Regions from separate parts of the Mus musculus genome. Here region 2 is linked to region 1. Evidence: chromatin contacts called from public Hi-C data. All regions are on one chromosome and are shown on one strand. Each heading gives the region's core, a stretch centred on a gene start, on an enhancer-like site or on the middle of the called end of the contact. The rest is flanking DNA. Distances are from core to core; before and after follow the strand shown. Region 1 holds the start of Cdk6 (cyclin-dependent kinase 6). Region 2 holds the start of Mterf1a (mitochondrial transcription termination factor 1a).

Region 1 (6,096 bases), core at 1,385-3,884:
TGCTCCGGAAGGTTTTAATTTGCACACTCGCCTCCGGGTGGTTCTCGGGCCCCGAGGCTCGCAGGTCCCCCGCCCCGCAGTCCTCCACTCGGGCCCCCAGCCGCGGCCAGAGCCCCGAGGCCCCCGAGCCTCCCCGGCTCCCCCTCGGGCGGCGCCCTCCGCCGTCCCTCCGCCCTCCACCGCTGTGCCCACCCCCTACCCGCAGAGCGCTGCTCGCCTGGGCCGCAGTAGTCAGTTACCTGCTCCGCGGGGCGAACACGTGCGGGGGCAGACAGACACTCCAGCTTCACAGGAGGCCGGCGTCCCTGGACCGCAGGTAAGGGGCCACGGACTCACGTGGGTGGGCTGAGGGGCGAGGGTCTCCGACAAGGATCGGAGTGGGTGAGAGTAACGGGGTGTAGGGGGCTGTGTGGCCCCTCGGAATCCGCTTGGGTTAACCCCTTAGGAGTTGAGACTGGGTAGGTTATGGGGGCCACCTAGAGCTAGAGATCTCCAGAGGAACCTCCCACAGCGGGGACACCCCGACACTAGAGTCCTATGCCAGTTTGAACAGATTTCATGCGTAAAATACCCATACGTTCACTTTTCATCGAGCTTCCCCAAACTGACTCTACTTGGACAGTCACATTTAAAATTGAACGTGCACCGTCTGGGTGGGATTCCGTGCTGTAGAGTGTGTTTCCGCGCCCCCACGCTCATTTTCCCTGTGCAAGTTCCCTCTGTAACCTCCCGAGGGGTGTGGGTATGGGCCCCATCTTCCCAATTAAGGAGTAAAACGTTCGCCCAGGCTTCCTGCTTGGCGACCCCTCTGGCGCGTTATGCACGGAGTAGTGCACACAGCCCACCGGGGTTGAAGCCCCGCAAGCGTGCACTCTTGCTTCAAGTCCCAAGTTTACTTTTCTTATTTAAAGCTTTGCAGTTCAAATGCACACCCTGGGCAGGAGCAGCCCGGGGCTCGGCGGCGCACTCGTCCTGTGCACGTGGGCGTATCTGCGCGGGCGCATCTGCGTTTGCGCACACGCGCGGGTCGGGGTCCCGCGGGCGGCCTCCCCTTACTGCGCTGGTGGCGACCCTTGCGGCGTTTGGCAAGGCTTCGGGAGAGGCTCATGAAGGATTTCATTGAGTGCTAAGACAGAGATCAGAGACAGAAAGCAGAAGGAGGCGGCTGCAGCCTTTGTAGTCGCGGAGGAATGCGGAAATGTTGAAGCGCTATGTCAAACTTTTTTGAAATGGGGTCAAGTCACATTCAGCCAGCGTGGGAAAGCAACAACAACTACGAAAAAGTGGAGGAGGGGAGGGGGCTAGGCACCGCCGCTCCGGTCCGGGGGGTGTAGGCCCGCGGGGGTGGGACGGCTGCCCCCTCCTGGAGCCTAGGCTGGACACCGGCAGAGGGGGAGGGCGGGCGCCAAGGCCGTTGCTCCCGCTACCTGTGTGGCCCTCGACCTGGCTCGGACCCCCGGGTGAGGGCTGGAGGGTCCTTTCCGCAGCTTTTTAGGAAAGCTCTCAAAGGAACGGGGAGTGGCCCTGCCTTGGCCGGGCGGTGCTATGCTGGCATCCAGTGGGGGTCGCTCCATGTGTTCTTTAATACCAGGCAGAAGAGCGTGGTGGTGGGGGGGATGGGTACGGGGCAGGTAAACGCATGCAGACCGTTCCGGACACGCGGCTGTGGTGGAACAAGGTCCAGCCCAGACTAAGGCCGCTGTGGGACGGGAAGGCTCACTCGGTCATCCCTAAACAACAGAACGGGGAGGGGGCGCCCGACCGCGCGCGTGGGACCTAGCCTCTGGCCTTTGGAGAACAGAGCGACTGTCTCAGCTACCGACATTCAGCCGCCCAGGATACCGGGCGGGGATTCGGAAGTCTCGACACAAGGGCAGCCCCTTCTCACACCGGGGAGACCTACGTTTACTGCCCCCTACCCCCACCGTCGTAAGGGCGGTTGCTTTTGCACGGCTTGAAAACTTAAGGACCAGTCCCGATTAGCTAGCAAAGTCCCGAAGTTACTTTTTCAGGACAGGACGAGTGAAAGTGTGACGTACCTTCCTTTCCCACATCCTTCGGATCTTTGTGTTTGTGTATGTGTGAGGTGGGGAGCACGACACTACTCCCCTTCCAGGACCCCTCGCTCTCCCACCTCTAGTAGCCCCAGCCCTCCCCTACCAGATGGTCTGTCCTCGCTGAGTTTCCACCAGGGAGGTCCTCCGAATCGGAGGCAGAATTTCGTCTCCCACTAAGCTTGCCATACCCCAAAGACCATTTGTGAGAGCGAGTCCCTTTCAAATGTCTCCCTGTAGAAAAACTGAAAGTAGAAAAGAAAGGAAGCAATTTCCGAGCAGATGTCTGACCACCCCTACTCGCATACTCGCAGCATCGGGTTACAGGGTTCTAGGAGCCCCAACCCCGTTCTGCGGCCCCACGTGGGTGAACCCCCGGTGCTTTTACGCCAGCTTCCGAACTCCCCCAGGTCGCCCCATACCCTGCACGACCAGGCCCCTGGAGTCAGGGAGGGCAGCGGAGAACAATAATATAGGTATAAATATTGAGCCGTGACATTGACGCGCCCGGCGCCTCCCCTCCCCCGCGCTCCGGGCACACTCTGGGCTGCTCGGCACGCCCCCTCTCGTCCCGCTGCGTCCCGCGCTGCGCTCATCCCCGAGGGGCCCCAGCAACCTCTCCTTCGTGAAGACTGCACGAGCCCTGCTGTGGAAGAAAAGTAACTTGGTTTTTCTCCGAGAAACCCGGCCCGATTAGGCAACCAGTGCGAGTAGAGGGAGGAGGAGAGGAGCTGGTGGAACCCTGTGGAAGTCTCCCGGGCAGTCTGATCACACTTTCTCCTTGTCCTCCGGTCTCCTCCTCCTAGGTGCAGAGATTGTGGGCAGACTATGTAATCGCTGCGGAGGGGGAAGAGGAGGGATCGGCGCTCTCCTGCGGCGGCGGCGCGGCGACTCGGCTAGGCGGAGTTTCGCAGCGGCTGCGCCCGGCTTGCACCCGCGGGCGAGAAGGTCGGTCCGTCTAGCCCGGCGGCCGCGAGTCCGACTCCCCGAGGCGTGTAAGGCAGCGAGTGAGCACCCCGGTTCCACTGTGCCGCACCCGCAGCCTGAAGCCAGCATGGAGAAGGACAGCCTGAGTCGCGCCGATCAGCAGTATGAGTGCGTGGCGGAGATCGGCGAAGGCGCCTATGGGAAGGTGTTCAAGGCCCGCGACCTGAAGAACGGCGGCCGCTTCGTGGCTCTGAAGCGCGTGCGAGTGCAGACCAGTGAGGAGGGCATGCCGCTCTCCACCATCCGCGAGGTGGCGGTGCTGAGGCACCTGGAGACCTTCGAGCACCCCAACGTGGTCAGGTGAGCCGGGAGCCCTGGCTATGGGGTCCGGGAAGGTGCTGGGCAAGGGGCGGCTGGTGGCCCAACTAAAGTTAAGAGTTGAGTTTCCCCAGATAAAACCGGTGACTCTGTTAGACAGGGCAGAAAAAGAGACCTGCGGTGGCTTCCGGGCAGCCAAGCTATTCTGAAGAGCTTTCGCTCTGCGTGCCCCAAGGGTTCCGGGGGGGCGTTGGGTGTCTTTTAGGGACAAAACCAGACAATCCCTCCAGCCCTTACTTAACTTTCCCCGTCGGTGGGGGGATTTTTGAGAGACAGAGTGAGATAGTTATCCAGCTTGCAGATAATTAGAAGGAAACTTTAAGGGTGGAGCATAATGTAAATAAAGTTTAAGAAATGTGTAAGAATGTGTTTGCCAATCAAACCCACAGTGGTGACTTTTTTTTTATAGTTGTAGAATGGTTTCTGATGGTCTTAGAAGTTCAGAAGTTTAGACTCTGACACCTAGTGTTAAACATTGTTTGAAAAATGTCTTTCAAGGCTGGGTACTGGGAACACTGAACCAGGAAGATCCAGAGTTCAAGACCCTCCTGAGCTACAAAAGACCCTGTCTGAGAAAAGAAAGGGAGGGAGAGTGGGTGGTAGGGTGGAGGGCGATTGCTTCTCAAAGGGTTTTCTGATTGTATCATTTAGTATCTGTGGACTGGTATGATCTGACTTAGAATGCCTCTCTCATTGGTTAGATGTGAGTCTGTGCTTTAGATTTTAAAGCCTCTGTTTTCCCTGGAAGAGTTGTGCAGGTGGGTGGGGGAGGCATTCCTAACCCAGTCTCCTGTGACTGAAGATAATGGTGTTTTCTCGAAGATGCTGGGATTTCCCCATTGTGCCTTTTCTCATTCTCTTTTTTTAAACAGATGCATAGCTGGAAGTTAAAAGGGAATGCACAGACTTTTCTACAAATTAGGTGATGAGTTAACATTCTCAGCTCTTCTTTTTAGAGGGATGATCTTGGCGTCTTCATCCTGTCTTCTCATTCCTGTAGGGATTCCTTACAACAAATATGTGCCTACTGTATGCCCTGGGATGAAGTTATGTAAATAAGAACAGCTAAATATTTTTGTAAAAGGCAAACAATGTAACATTAGTCATCAAAAAGGAGCGACCCGAGACTGACCTTTGAAATACCAAGCCCTCTAGGACTCAGAGTCTACAGAATCTTCCTGGGAGGTGGTTGTTAAAGGGCTTTTAACTCCTCTACTAGGCTGGGTGTTCGTTTTGTTTTTTGTTTTTTGTTTTTTTTTCTGTTTATTTATTTGTTTGTTTGTCTTTTGGTGGGGTTGGGTTTTTTGTTTTTGTTTTGTTTTTGTTTTTGTTTTTTGCTAGCACTTTGTTCCCAATATAATCAGACTCACAAGTGAATCATACTACATAAATAAGTAAAAAGCCAATGTAAATAAAGGGCCGCCATTATACCTATGCTTTAGTTGGGTGGCAGGGGTATGTGGGGTGCAACAGCAAAAGATAATGAGACGAGGGAGAATGAGTCTTCTAGAAAGTCAGGTTTTACTAAAAGTGGATTACTGTCTGTCTGTCTGTCTGTCTGTCTGTGTCTTGCACTTCAGAGAGGTCTGTGATCCTGAAAGTTGCCTGCTGGCTCAGAGTCATTCACTACCCTAGAGGATCACTATAGCTGTAGGAAAGGATGACTTTCAACATTAGAATTTAATATCAAATTTCGTTTGTCTGTTACCTGTGGGGTGTCCAGATAAAAGGTAATAATCATATATGTAAATAAAAAGTAGCATTCCTCCAAACAAACACCCTTGTATAACCAATCATTGAGTGCAGTTCAATACAAGTCCCTGTAACAGAAGAGTTTTGGCTAGCTCGCTCACCCTGTTCTCCTGTTTTATCCTCCTGTGACTGGTGTGTCTCTAGATGGTTTTTAGTTGATCCCACAGTGGGATTTTGAATTGTGAGTTCAGGAGCATCTGCTTATATGCAAAAAGAAGATGCGCTTTCTAAATTTATTTTACCTCGTTTGACACCTGCCTACTTAGAGTTGTGAGGATAAAGCAAGAGCATAGGTGAAAATCCTCTAAATTTAAAGCCACCTCAGGCACTGGATATGTCAGAGATAATCAGATCCTTGGCCTAGAACAGGTCCCCGGGAAGGCATAATTCTCTGTCTGACATTATTACAGAACAAATCAGATTCCTGTTTAGACACAGCAAGACTTGTGTAAGTCCAGCTTGGTGAGTTTTTTTTTTTTTATATGAATATGGGAGAGGGCCTATGTACAGAGGCAGAAGACCTGTGTCATCGAAGCCCACCCCAGCATGGGTGACAGCTCACAAGGCTGAGACCCTAGAGCATACTGCACACTTGCAGTTAGCTTACCAGATTGGAGATTGAGTCTTCCAGGAACCTCCATTGGTTTCAGTCTCTTCCAGGCAGCTAGGCTGGTTTCTGCGTTTCGTCTGCTCTGAGTTATTTGCAGATGTGACTCTGCTCTTTTGAGAGGGACACTCATCTCTTATTTGCTTATATGGCAAGGAGAAGCCTAGTGAATCTGCTTAGTTTCAGGGACTTCCTGAAACCCTATTCTGAATTGTTTACTTTCCTGCTTAAGGAGCTTCCTGTCACATGGGATGTTTTAATCTTGGAGGAGACTGTTACACACCAGGGACCAAGAAGCTACTTGGGCACCCATACCCTGAATTTGTCAGCAAAGAAAATTGATTGACTATGCGATGAGATTAGTGAAATGACCCTGTG
Region 2 (7,042 bases), core at 695-3,194, 550 kb after region 1:
GAGAAAGCATCCCGCCCTCCAGCTCTCCTGCCCACAGACACTAATTTCTTTGCTTCTGGCTACCTTAATCTAAAGCTCTAAATGTAGCTCTGAAAAAAAAACACACTTCAGATTGTCTACTTTCCATCTTTAATGTCTTTTTTGAATTTATAATATCCTTTAAGTGGATCACATTGATTACACATGTATATATATATATATACATATATATAACTATATGTTATAAATTATATGTTTATTACATACTATAACTTATACATTACCTATTATATAACATATGTTATATATAAACATTATATATTATATATAAGCATATATATGTATATGCTTACACAAATCTCTGGACAACACCTATCAACATCAATCTCTACCTCAGTTTACCAAATTGTTTGCTTGGTTACAATGCAATAATTCTACACTCTTTTCCATCTTCAAAATGATATAGTTGAGGGAATGTGGTGTAAATCAGAGGTAGGTCAGTGGTACAGCATACGTCCATAGCACGCATGAGGACTTGAGTTCAATTCCCCAACCCCAGAAAGAAGAAGGAGGAATTAATTTTCTAGTTCAAAGTTGTTAGGTTTTAAACCTGGGACAAGAGTTTGCCAAGAACACTAGCTGAAGGGTTCATTAAACATATCAAAGCTGACCTTGCTTTCCTGTCACATACACATGCATATACATATATAACTTTTATATAAACCTAAATTCTCCATTAGAAGCATGTCCTATTGTTTGTCTTCATTATTCTCATATTCCCATCACCTTCTTGGTCACCCCTTCCTCCTACCAGTACTAACTACATTTATATCAGACTCACCAGCAAGTGCACGTGCCTGTACTCACACACACCTTTTTAAAGTCTCACATATTGTTAAACTGCCTTTTCTTTCAGAAAGGGTCATTTTCTTGAATCCTAGTTGTATTGCAAGGCCTTGTATAAACACACTCTTCATTTAAAAACAGATTGTTCAGCCGGGAAACTATACAGCATAATGCAATTTAAAAAACAAAGGTAGATATTGAATTGACTCCAGTCTTACTCTAAAAATAAACAACATTCTAAAAGGAATGTTAAATTTAGCAAATATCACAAAAATCTCCATGATTGTAATGAGTGAGGTCCAAGGAGGAAGATATACGTCCTATTCTGTCCCACAGTTGGAAAGCTCACAGGCTTTTAAAGAAAACTGATAATCATTCGCATTGGGGTACCACAATCAGCTAATTTTTTGAAGCAGCATTTAAGTGGAGAGTGTTTGTTGGTTTGTTTGTTTGTTTGTTTGTTTGTTTTAGAACTACACTTCAGCATCGGATTTGTCGTTAAGATGAGAGACTTTGGATATTTCCAGAAAAGGTAAGGGCCAGATGTTTCTACCACCACACCGCCAATCCGAAAAAGAAAAAGGCAAAAATACAACCAATGTAGTAGAGAATAAAGAGATCCAGGCTAGACACCTTCAAATCATTTTTGTGAGATGCACAACCTCTCGCAAACTAAACATTTCTCAGTCATAATAAAAAGAAAACGGCAACGCATGGGGGGAAGGTAGCGGAATCGCAAACGCACTTTAATACCAGAACCCCACGTTACACATACATTATTTCGTAATGCCCTATATATACAACAACCTAAGGGTGGGCACTGTCCCTAAAGTTACAAATTCCGAGCCAATGCCGAGCTCTTTGCTGTACGAAGTGTGGAGGGCTTGATGAGTCTAAACTCAGAACCGCCGTAATCCCACATCGAAGGCTCGCCTTCCCTCGGGCAGTTCTGCAATGGCCTTTAGCCATTCATCGCCCTGTCTAGCAGAGACTCGCAAGCCGCTCGCAAAGGCTCCAGCAGCTCCCCAGCCCCAGCCCGCACACTGCATCCGCGCTCCTACCAACGCTCCCGGTAGACACCTTTCACTTCCGCCTCTGGACGCCCGGGAGGGAGCGGAGTGCGGAAGTAACGGCTGACTTCCGGCCTCGGCCTGGCGCAGAGGTGACGTCACTAGCCCGGCGCGCTGTGCCTAAATCCTCGGCCGCCTGACCGCGGGAGCCCAGCAGGGGGCGGCTGAGACTGTGGCTGCGGGGACTCTGGGCTCTGGGCTGGTTCGAGACCACAGGGCGGCGCCAAGGCTTCCCTCTGGCTGGGGCTGAGATTCTGCCTGTACCAAAGAACAGGTTCAGTTTGATCTCTTTCTTTTAGGTTGCTTTATAGACCTTGGGGGTTTTTGTTTGTTTGTTTGGTAGGTTGGTTGGTTTTTATTTCCCCCAAATTCTTTTGCATTTTTCTGTTTGGTTTGGTGTTTGTAAGAATAAAGATTTCTATTTGGGAATTTAAATTATTAATAATCAGTTTACCCAGAAAGTGAAACTACTGATCACAGCTTATTCCTTGCCTGGGATTACTCAGTAGCTATTTATGGTGCACGTGTGGCTTACCTTCACCAGTATTGCGGAAAGCAAGACAACCTCTGCCTTCTGGACCGTAACTCCCATGGTCTCGCTTCTGCCTGAATATTCTCTCCTCAGCCTGCCCCATGGATTTTCATTTATGAACACCAGGAGATGGCTTTAGTCCTCTTGAAAGTGATATCAATGAGGAAAAGGTGCAGCTGAGATATTGGAGAGGTTGGGAAGACCAAGGGCAGGGAGAGAAAGATGAGGGGCAAAGAAGAGGTAAAGAGAACTAAGAGCAGTGTGGTAGATGATGTTTCTCAAGAGGCTGATTTGGGGTTCTCATCTTCCTTAAGGGTCTTTCTTTCTTTCTTTCTTTCAAGACAACTTTGTATGAAAGTTGTGTTGCTATGCAAACACCATTTGTTTTTTGAAAGGATGGTGACATGTAATGATGCTTGAGACTTTAAATGACTTCACTTGGAAGGAGGAGAGTAGGGAAGTCAAGATGAACCCCTCCCTAAAATTAGACTTAAAATCCTTGGGAATTAGACTCAATGTGTAGTTCAAATGCCATGTCTATGCTATCTTCAGAATTGCCCCTGGCCTCTTACAACCAAAGACTAATAATAATGATATAATTAGTAATATTGATTATTGTGCCCTTTCTGTCTGCCTCACTAGATTTTCCTTGAGAAGTTCACAGACCCTTACTTTACCACTAATGTCTAAGTCTCAACAAACCTAATTAGAGTGAGAAGAAATTAGCCCTCCATTCCTCTAAGAGAACCCACACATAAAATACCACCATCAATTGGCACCAGGATTCAATAAACAAATGTTCTTGCTACCTCTTTTTCAATTATACAAATCTTACATCTTCCTGTAATTACACTCAAGGTGTGTAGAAGGATTTTAATTTAACAACATGTCTACTCTAGCCAGAATACAGGCATGCCCTTAGCACATACTGTTAATCCCTCTAGCTGGAATACAAACATGCCCTTATTATAGACCATTAATCCCAAAGAATGAAAGTAAAGTTAGTTTGTAGAAGGAAGCACTCATGTTTGAATGTGATATCTATTGAATGGCAGATAACATGATGAATCAGAGAAACATTTGACAGAATAAGGATATGATCAATTCTCAGGAGAGAGAAGAGATGTGGAGGGAAGGATGGAGGGAGGGAGGAGGAAGTTTTACCAGGAGAGTTTTATAGAGATAGGTTGAAGAGAGAAAAGAACTAGATATAGGTAAAATGACAATGAGAAGGAGCCAGAAGATTAGAACAGATTGCTAAAATTAGTTTGAGGCCAAGCAGAGTCATTCAGTCAGAAGTGAGAAAAGGCAGATTAAATCAATCAGCTTGAAGGGGAGTTTGAGCCAGAACAGCTAAGTTGAGTCAGCCAGCCAGAGTCCCAAAAGAATTAGAAAGAGTGAACTCATTCATCAATAAGTCTCAGAGGCTGAACACATCCTAGCCTAGATTAGACTATTCTGAGGCTAGAAGTTTGCAGGAGAAGGCCCTTAGCAGATGGAGGCAGTAAGCCTCCAGAGAACAGTTACATCAGTGAATAAAGATACTTTTACAGAAGTCATTGTCTTACATAGGGTTACTACTGTTGTGATGAGACACTGTAACCAAAGCAACCTGGGGAGGAAAGGGTTTATTTAGCCTATGCTTCATCACCACTGTTCATCACCAAGGAAGTTCAGACAGGAACTCAGACAGAACAGGAACCTGGAACCAGTAACTGATGCAGAGTCATGGAGGAGTGCTGCTTACTGGCTTGTTCCTCATAGCTCGCTCAACTTGCTTTCTTTTTTAAAATTTTTATTAGGTATTTTCCTCATTTACATTTCCAATGCTATCCCAAAAGCCTCCCATACCCACCCACCCCCACTCCCCTACCCACCCACTCCCACTTTTTGGCCTTTGTGGGAAGCCACATGTGCCATTGCAGAGTGGCACTGACTACTGCTGGCCACCACGCATAAGTTTGGACAAACAACCAATGTATACATATGCAGTAAAGTTTTTTGCAAAGACACTGCCTGGCCCGGGCATGATAATGAGGCTTTGAGAGTATAACCAATCAGATGTGAGACATGCAAATGAGGTATGATAATGAGGCTCTGTGAGGTACAGAGAGAGAGTAGCCAATCAGATGAGGAACATGCAAATGAGGCATAGTGCATAACCAATCCGGGTGTGAGACACGCCTCTCCTAGGCCTATATAAGCAGCACCAGTTCTGGGCTCGGGGTCTTTTCGCCTCTACAATCAAGCTCTCCCAATAAACGTGTGCAGAAGGATCCTGTTGCAGTGTCGTTCTGGCTGGTCGAGTCCGCAAGAAGTGGTGCCGAAAACCTGGGACAAGAAACATCTTCAGGCATGAGCGAAGACCCCCTGCTACAGGGAGGATTCAGAACTGCATCGTGGGGAAGGAGTGGTTAATAAAGGTTCCCATAAAACAGACTGCTGAGAAGGATCTGGCGTGGATTCAGAACTCTTCAGCTGGGGAACGGTGGTAATGAAGTGTTCCTGCAAAACAAACTGCTGAGAAGGATTCAACTGCGTGGATTCAGAACTCTTCAGCTGAGGAACGGTTGTACCGGTAAGTATAAAGAAATTAAGGTAAGTCTCTGAGAGATATGCTTTCTTACGCAGTAGGTCTGGTAATTGTTGCTGGGTTTGTGTGGGACCAGCTGTTAAGGAAGGGCAGTGACTTTGTAGGAGTACCAGGAAGGCATATCAGAAACAGAGAGAAAGAAAAAAGAAGATGCGCGCAGAAAAATAAGTAACTTAAGAAATATAAAAAGAGAAAAAGAAAGGAAGCTAAAATATAAAGGTACAAAGGATAATATAAAATATAAAGATACAAAGGATAATATAAAGATACAAAGGATAATATAAAGATACAAAGGATAATATAAAGATATAAAGGGTAATATAAAAAATGAAGAACAAAAAATTAAGTCAATTTACCCTCCTCTCGAGGACTTTGACTAAAGAGGCAGCCTTCATCAAAGGCTTAAAGATAGCTCTCAGGGAAAGAGGAGTAACTATTAGAAGCAGCCACTGTGCAGAATTCCTAGAAGAAGGAGAAAAAATGAAAATAAGCTATTTCAGAGCCCTCCTAGGGACAGACGGAAAATGGGAGACGTCCTGCTTCCTCTCTGGATCCTATGGAGATATTTTTAGCTTCGGATAGGATATCTGTGTTCTATTGTCTGTTTTTGGTGCACCAAATTGTCTATATGTCTGTCAACTCATGTTTGTTTTTGCTTGGATGATTGATTGTTGTTCTGTGTTTCATGTTGAAAAATATAAAAAGTAGTCACAGTCTGCACAGCAAAAATTGACAAGTTAGCTGCACGGTGGCTGGGAGACAAGTACAGCTGAAAAAGCCCTGCTCAGGGCCAATTGCAAATGGAGCTTTTAAAGGGGCAGGCAGCCTTTTGCTTGTAACAGAAAGTTAGCTTAAAATTGGAAACCCAAGGTTGGAGTTATTCTAAACAACATAAGAAAACAGGTAATATGCAAAAGCAGTGTACAAAGGGTAGAAAGAGTATGTTTGAAAATAAAGTACATATCTTTACAAATAGAAGGAAAACCCTTTCAAGGTATAATGGATACAGGAGCAGATAAAAGCATTATATCTAGTAAGTGGTGGCCTGCTTCTTGGCCTGTTAATCAATCGTCACATAGCTTACAAGGATTAGGATATGAGGCTACCCCAACTATAAGTGCAAAATCCTTACAATGGAAAGATAAAGAAGGAAGGACAGGGCTTTTTCAACCTTATGTACTCCCTTTACCTGTAAACTTATGGGGAAGAGATGTGTTGTCAGCTATGAACTTTATACTAACTAGTGACTATTCTCAAAAAATCAAGGAAATGATGAAAGGAATGGGATATATACCTCGACTAGGTCTTGGAAAAAATTTACAAGGTAGAATTTCACCAGTTAAAGCCACAGTAAAGGCAGAAAAGAAAGGGCTGGGTTTTTTCTAGGGGCCACTGAAGAGCCTTTGCCCATTCCATGGCGTACGGAGGACGCGGTGTGGGTGCCTCAGTGGCCTTTACCCTCTGAGAAGTTAAAAGCAGCTAAAGAATTAGTACAAGAACAATTAGACCTGGGGCATGTGGAACCCACTCAATCACCCTGGAATACCCCCATTTTTGTTGTAAAGGAAAAGTCAGGTAAATGGAGATTGTTACATGACCTAAGAGCCATTAATGCACAAATGCAAGTTATGGGTCCTGTACAAAAAGGACTCCCCCTACTCTCAACTCTACCTAAGGATTGGAGAATTATAGTAGTAGATATTAAGGATTGTTTCTTTTCAATTCCATTAAATAAGAAAGATAAACCTAGATTTGCATTCACCTTGCCTTTTATTAATCATATGGAACCTGATAAAAGGTACCAATGGCGGGTATTACCCCAAGGAATGGCAAATAGCCCTACCATATGTCAGTTTTATGTAGGAAAAGCTTTGCAACTGGTTAGGGATGGTTTCCCCTCCTTAAAATTTTGTCACTATATGGACAACATTGTAATTTGTGGACCTGAAGAGGAAAGTATACAGCAAGCTTATGGCTTGCTTAATGAAACTTTAAAAAATAATGGTTTGAGTATTGCACCAG

What was found. A called contact is a pair of places that touch in the nucleus more often than the background predicts.
Region 2: a contact with region 1 is called in a Hi-C map of the Ba/F3 cell line, with 3 times the contacts expected there. The contact joins the promoter of Mterf1a here to the promoter of Cdk6 in region 1. A contact is called at or near these places in 2 of 484 Hi-C or Micro-C datasets (the Ba/F3 cell line and CD8 T cells) and 1 of 115 datasets of contacts at active chromatin or transcription factors (memory CD8 T cells).

The regions. Positions count from the first base shown.
Region 1 is chr5:3,341,259-3,347,354 of GRCm38.p6, forward strand. It overlaps Cdk6 (cyclin-dependent kinase 6), which reads left to right and starts at 2,635. Exons shown (of 8, transcript NM_009873.3): 1 at 2,635-2,713; 2 at 2,861-3,341. The coding sequence starts at 3,109. Gm36470 (predicted gene, 36470) reads right to left here and starts at 2,301. Exons shown (of 4, transcript NR_168898.1): 1 at 2,040-2,301.
Region 2 is chr5:3,891,989-3,899,030 of GRCm38.p6, forward strand. It overlaps Mterf1a (mitochondrial transcription termination factor 1a), which reads right to left and starts at 1,945. Exons shown (of 2, transcript NM_001013023.2): 1 at 1,887-1,945.